Linked DNA regions of Sus scrofa: region 1 is linked to region 2. The links are chromatin contacts, called in public HiChIP or PLAC-seq maps. All regions are on one chromosome and are shown on one strand. Each heading gives the region's core, a stretch centred on a gene start, on an enhancer-like site or on the middle of the called end of the contact. The rest is flanking DNA. Distances are from core to core; before and after follow the strand shown. Region 1 overlaps GCC2 (GRIP and coiled-coil domain-containing protein 2). Region 2 overlaps LOC100511376 (E3 SUMO-protein ligase RanBP2).

The links. HiChIP or PLAC-seq counts read pairs in DNA pulled down with a chosen protein or histone mark.
Region 1: a contact with region 2 is called in an H3K27ac HiChIP or PLAC-seq map of alveolar macrophages. The contact joins two enhancer-like sites. A contact is called at or near these places in 3 of 47 Hi-C or Micro-C datasets (embryonic fibroblasts, mesenteric adipose tissue and omental adipose tissue) and 1 of 2 datasets of contacts at active chromatin or transcription factors (alveolar macrophages).

What each region holds. Positions count from the first base shown.
Region 1 is chr3:47,725,742-47,728,940 of Sscrofa11.1, reverse strand. GCC2 (GRIP and coiled-coil domain-containing protein 2) reads left to right here. Exons shown (of 23, transcript XM_003124853.6): 19 at 1,401-1,618. Among named protein-coding and RNA genes, the nearest start is that of GCC2, 32 kb to the left of the region's middle. Within about 2 kb of position 1,825, at least 21 of the 83 cell types and tissues checked have an H3K27ac peak or open chromatin away from gene starts, as enhancers often do. A contact at or near this core is called in alveolar macrophages, where this site is marked.
Region 2 is chr3:47,586,095-47,589,523 of Sscrofa11.1, reverse strand. LOC100511376 (E3 SUMO-protein ligase RanBP2) reads left to right here. Exons shown (of 30, transcript XM_021087106.1): 4 at 662-814. It also overlaps the pseudogene LOC100512223. Among named protein-coding and RNA genes, the nearest start is that of LIMS1, 42 kb to the left of the region's middle. Within about 2 kb of position 1,938, at least 1 of the 83 cell types and tissues checked has an H3K27ac peak or open chromatin away from gene starts, as enhancers often do. A contact at or near this core is called in alveolar macrophages, where this site is marked.

The DNA of each region.
Region 1 (3,199 bases), core at 576-3,075, 140 kb before region 2:
AGATGTAGGTATTTGCTGCTTCTACCTTAAAGCTCCCCCTTTGGGATTGTTCTGTATTTTGCTTTAATTTTTTGCCTTTTTTTTTTTTTTTTTTTTTGCCTTTTGGGGCTGCATCTGCAGCATATGGAGGTTCCCAGGCTAGGGGTTGAATCGGAGCTACAGCTGCCAGCCTACGTCATAGCCACAGCAACGCCAGATCCTCAACTCACTGAACGAGCAAGGCCAGTATCGAACCTGTGTCCTCATGGTTACTAGTCAGATTTGTTTCCACTGAGCCCTGATAGGAACTCCAGCCTCTTCTTTTTTAAACATCTTAATAACCCTGCTCTCTCTGTAGGAGACTGTAAAGGTAACTCTGGGGGAGTCGCTCGGCCGACACCCAAGCTGCCCTGAGGACAGAGCAGCAGTCTAGGCAGGGGCTCATGGAGGCAATCCTGTCCCTGCCGTCGCTTGAGGCCTGGAAGCCCCTTAAGCTCTCCCCGTAGCTTTTATCCTCCATAGAGACTTGTCGCTGCCACCAGCTCTTCCTTTACTTGTCGGTGGGTGTTGTTTGAACAAAGTGCTAGAGAGAATCTAAAGTCATCCATCTGTGACCTTGGCAATTAAGACACCTCTTTTGAAACATTGTGTTTTTACTGCAGGTCTCCCTTTAGCCACTCAGCCTTATTTAAAACTTTGTATCATGTGCTCCCCTGTAGCACATAGGAAAAATCTCAGAGAGCTCTGTGCTGGGCTCTTTCCCCCAAGAGCTGGACTTCATATTGCAGGGGTGGAGTGGATAAAAGAAGGCTCTTGTTTTTTCTGTAATTGGTTCCATATTGTTTGAATTTCCAAGAGTATACTTATATAAAAAGAAAAATGATGTTTTACCAAAGTCAGATATATAAAATCATAAGTCTTATCTTACTTAACTATAGTTAAGTCAGATATATCAACACTCTAAGTGAATCATTAAAGCTAGCAATTCCCCAGTCAGTGTCAGGTGGACTACAGTAAAAGTGGCCAATTGCCAGCCCTGCTTTCGGTTTTCTCATGCGGTGGCTCTGGGAGGAGAACCTGCATTGGACAAGGTGCCCCGGAAGCAGCTGCAGAAAACTAAGTCTGTTTTGGGGGTTCATGTTAATTGGTTCCAAAATGGCCAGAACTTCCTTCCAGGGCTTTCTGTATGATTGAAAGTGTCCTTTTTCATGTTTTGAGGGTGATAGGGAAAAGGCAAGTTTATCCTGTGTTTGTGTGCGCTGCCACCCAGGCTGGCCTGGAGAAGTGGACTGGTGTAAAGTGACTTCACCATGTGTCCTGACCGCTGCTCACCTGAGCCTCCTCCTGCGCCCAAGGGTGGCTGACTTTTTCCAGGCTGGGTGGACTTGGGTCTCAGCCTTGGCATTGGCCCCTCTCCATAGGCTGTGCTCGGTGCAGGCGGAGAACACGGCGCTACGGACTGAGCAGGCACAGATGGCAGCCCAGCTGGCGGCCCAGGGCGAGGCACTGCGTGGTGGCTTCCGGGACCAGGTGCGGCAGCTGCAGGAGGAGCACCGGGGGACGGTGGAGACGCTGCAGCAGCAGCTGTCCCAGCTGGAGGCCCAGCTCTTCCAGCTGCGGAGCGAGCCAGCAACGAGAGGTACGTGCGTGTGTGGGGCGCCCCGGTGCATGTGTCTCTGCCACTGAAACGCGTCCCCCACATCTTCTTGAGAAAATGAAAACTTTGTGGGTGACGAGCAGCATCGCTTCCATGATCAATGAGTATGGGATTTGCTTAGTGAGACTGGAACACTGAGCCCGTCTTACCTCCATGACCTCTCAGTACCAGTTTTCATGTTTTTCTTCTCGTCTGACTCACGGGCTCTATCCGTCTCATGACCTGTGTCCAGATTCCAGTGGCCACTGAGTCACTGTTAGTCATCAAATACATCCAGTTTTTTTTTTTTTGGTGGGGGGGTGCTTTTTAGGGCCACTCCCGAGGCATATGGAAGTCCCCAGGCTAGGGGTCAAATCAGAGCTTCAGCAGCCAGCCTATACCATAGCTCACAGCAATGCCGGATTCCCAACCTACTGAGGGAGGCCAGGGATCAAACCCCCATCCTCATGGATACCAGTTGGGTTTGTTACCACTGAGCCACAACGGGAACTCCCCAAATACATCTGTTTTTCATCAGAAACTCTAGATAGCACTGAATTTGTAGGATCACTTGGCCACACATGGCTTCTTGCCTTTCAGATTTGTAATTAGTGGGATTTAGTTCAGGCACCCACACAACTGTCATTCTGCTTCCTGGAAGAGATGGGATGTGTCAGCCAAGATGAGGACACTCTGGAGTATTAAGTACCAGCCTTTGACTTAGTACCGGTGCCTTGTCACCAGGGCATTGGCAGCCATGGGTCACTTGTCAAGGCTGGAAACCAGCTTCAAGAAATTGTAAATTAGCCAAGAGTCATCAAAGGAAGTACCCAACCAGGGGTCAGCAGTAGAATCGGCAGTTAGAAGAGGGTCAGAAACTCAGAGACAGGCCTCAAAAGGCAGCTGAAGGGTAGTGTCTGAAAGCTGAGGATGGGGACTTCATAGAAAGGAGAATAAATGAAATTGGACCTTAAAAGTTGTGGTCAGAATTCTGGTTGCTAACACAGTTCTGAGTCCTTGGACAAAGCCATTTAATGTCTCTGACCTTCTGGTTTCTTGGGATTAGTAAAGTAATGTGCTCAAAGTACCCAGCCCTACTCAGTGTGGGTTATTTGCAGGCAGGCAAGCCCTGCCCGGGAACTGTGACAGGTTAGCCTGCCCTGGGCTTGGGCCCTTGCCTGGATGCTGAAGATGAGAGCGGGTAGTGACAGGAACCAGCAGGGACATCTTCAGAGCTGACCCCTGCTTCAGAAATAGCTAGAATGTGGTTTAGGAATTTCTGCCCATGCTGGCAGCAGGCCAGCCCTCTGCACTGTGTTCCCTAATAGTTTATCTTAATGCTAGTGGTAACTATCACATGTTCTGAATTGACTTAAGTGGTTTAAAGTTCAGTCACTAAGTTTTTAGGGCTTTTTTTTTTTTTTTTTTTTTTTTTTTGTCTTTTTGCCATTTCTTGGGCCGCTCCTGTGGCATATGGAAGTTCCCAGGCTAGGGGTCAATCAGAGCTGTAGCTGCTGGCCTACACTAGAGCCACAGCAACGCAGGATCCAAGCCACGTCTGCGACCTACACCACACCTCACGCC
Region 2 (3,429 bases), core at 689-3,188:
TAATATGCATAATGCCCAGATTTACATAATAAGTAATTCAAATATGTTTTAGGATGTCTTGAAAATTAGCACTGGTAATCATAACTATTATGTGAAACAGCTTGGAATAGATTTTAAATTATTTAGCCCAAAGTTTTAGGTTATTAAGAGGTTATTATGTCATTAGGAGGTTAGCACTTGTACAAGAAGTTTAAATACCTATAAATTTTAAGTCTACTGTGGTCAGAAATGCTATTCTTATGTGTGTATTTCCTTCCTTTTTTTGCATTTACCTAATAAAAACAAAGTTTTTATTTAATTCAGCTTCAAAATTTTAACAACCTTGAAATAACATGTTGTCATTTAGAAAGAGAGTTATGAAAGTTCCCAGGCTAGGGGTCGAATGGGAGCTGCAGCTGCTGGTCTATACCACAGCTGCAGCAACTTGGGATCTGAGCCACTTCTGTGACCTAGGCTGCAGCCCAGCAATACTAGATCCTTAACCCACTGAGCAAGGCCAGGGATCAAACCTGCGACCTCATGGATACTCGTCTGGTTCTTAACCTGCTGAGCCACAATGGGAACTCTGTAGAAAGACAGTGAGGTTACCTGATACATTTTTATGTATGACTGTGTGGACCTTAGGAATCCTACTAATTTCTGATTTCTTTTTTGATAACAGCGTTCAGTGGAATTAAACCCAACGCAAAAAGATCTTGTGTTGAAGATTGCAGAATTGCTCTGTAAAAATGATGTTAGTGATGGAAGAGCAAAATACTGGGTTGAAAGAGCAGCTAAACTTTTTCCAGGAAGTCCTGCAATTTATAAACTAAAGGTAAAAAACTGAGCAAAACAAAGCATATAATAAAAGCAGTTGGGGAAAACTTAAGATACAGCTATTTCTAGTATTTGGAGTCTAAATGACTTTTCAGGAGCAAGTCTTAAACTCGTGTGTGTGGGGTTGGGCATGTGGGCAGTGGGTGAAAGGGGGTCAGAAGGGTACCCGCCCTTCTATAAGATCAGTAAGTCCTTGGGGTGTCACGTACAGCAGGGTACTGCAGTTAACAGTACTGTAATGTGCATTTTAGAGTTGCCAAGAGTGTAGATCTAAGAAGTTGTCATCACAGGAAGGAATAATTTGTAGCTCTATGAGGTGATGGATGTTGCTTTACTGTGAAAGCCATTTCATGGGCTATGCATGCACCCCAGTGTGCCGGCCGCGCTGTGTGCCTCAGGGATGGCGCCACATTTATCCTGGGGTGATTCATATTGTAGGGATTTTACTGTTTCCTCAATTTAAATTGAGCTGTCAGTGATACAAAATTGTGCTTCATTGGGTGAAAATTACCCATAGGGTGATGACAGTTTAGAGTTAAAAAGTTTTTAAAGAACTGTTGCCTGAAAATGGAAAGGACTGTGTTTATGGAATAGTGAGGTTTTCAGGCCAAAGTTAAAGACAGTTTCTCAAGTATGTTAGAGGTACTTACAAGTTGTTGCTAACGTATTAACTGATTCTGATTGTTATTCTTTACTGAGTAAAATGGCTCTTGGGGGAGAAAAATCTTTCCAAATGTATTAGGCAAACAGTTTTCAGGGTGTATTTTTAACAGGACCCCCTTGCTCTGCCATTTATACATGTTTCTGACAGAGTTTTTAAAACTTTAATTTTGAAATTAGAGATTTTCTTAGGAAATTGCAAAAATTGTACAGAGAGGTCCTGAATATACTTCATCCAGTTCTTTCAGTGGTTGGTTACATCTTAGTGTAGCTATAACAATATCAGAATCAAGATTTAGGCATTGGTGCATGTATGTATATTTTCATCTTACTGTGTGTGTGGATTTCCATAATCAGCACCACAGTCGCCATACAGAACCATCCATCAGCACAGGGTGGTGCTCTTTGTGCTGCCCTTTTGTGGTCACATTCACCCCTCCATCCCATCATCCTTAACTTCTGCTAACTGCTCATTTCTTCTGTCTTTATGGTTTTGTAATTTAAAATGTTGCAGAAGTAGAATCATGCAGCATGTGATCTTCTGAGGGTGAGTTTTTCATCCTGCACAATGTCCTTGATACCAGCCAGGTTGTGTGTGTCAGTAGTTGGTTCCTTTTATTGTTGAGTGGTATCTTGTCACATGGATGTGTCCTATGGTTTACCCATTTCCTTTTTTTTTTTTTTTTTTTTGTCTTTTTAGGGCCATACCTGTGGCATGTGGAAGTTCCCAGGCTAGGGATCGAATCGAAGCTGTAAGCTGCCAACCTACACCATAGCCATAGCAACCCGGGGATCTGAGCTGCATCTGCTACTCACACCATAGCTTAGGGCAACGCCAGATCCTTAACCCACTGAGCAAGCCAGGGATCAAACCTGAATCCTCTTGGATACTGGTTGGGTTCGTTACTGCTGAGCCATGACAGGAACTCCTAACTATTTACTTTTGAGGGAGATTTTGGTTTCCAGATTTTGGCTATTATAGATCAATAAATTGAATGATTGTGTACAGATTTTTTTTTTTTTTTTTCCTTTTTAGGGCTGCACCCACAGCATATGGAGGTTCTTAGGCTGGGGGTCTAATCGGAGCTACAGCTGTGACCTACACCACAGCTCACAGCAACACCGGATCCTTAACCCACTGAGCGAGGCCAGCGGTTGAACCTGCAACCTCATGGTTACTAGTCAGATTCATTTCCACTGCGCCACAATGGGAACTCCCGGATTTATAAATCAAAAGCGTTTTAAAAACTAGAAACTTTTTTTTTTTCCCTCTCTGTGATAAGCACACTTGGGTTTTAAATATTAATCTAAAATGTTAGGTATCATTGTACAGATTTATCTTATTACCTTTGTCTTATATCTCAAACATAGTTTTCTTATTGGCCGTGACAGTACAGTCCATTTGGTGACAGTGACATTAGGAACTATGTAAATAATGGGAGGGACTTATTTTTCTTGCAGTGTAAGAAAAGTTAAATGCTTCTGAGGCATCTTGATTTTCTTTAATGACTCTTTAAAGATGTTGTCTAAAACTAAATCTATGTCAGAGCCTCCCCACCCCCCCATTTTTTGGAATAGAAATCCATGAGATTGATAACTATTTAGCAGAGTAATTCAGTATCTCCTAAAATTTGAGGCTTATTTATAGTAAATAGTTTTCTGGCCCTTCTTTGCTTCTTCCTCTCTCTCATTGTCTCTCTCTCTCCCCCGCTTCTTTCTTTCTTTTCCTTTTTGGGCCGCCCTGTGGCACATGGATTTCTTGGGCCAGGGATCAGATCTGAACCACACTTGTGATCTGCACCACAGTTGTGATCTACACTGCAGCTTCGGTAATACTGGATCCTTTAATCTACTCATTGTGCCAGGTGTGGTGTCGAACTTGTGTCCTGACAATACAGAGAGGCTGCTGGCCCTGTTGCCACAGTGGGAACTCCTGTTTTTAAACATATAATT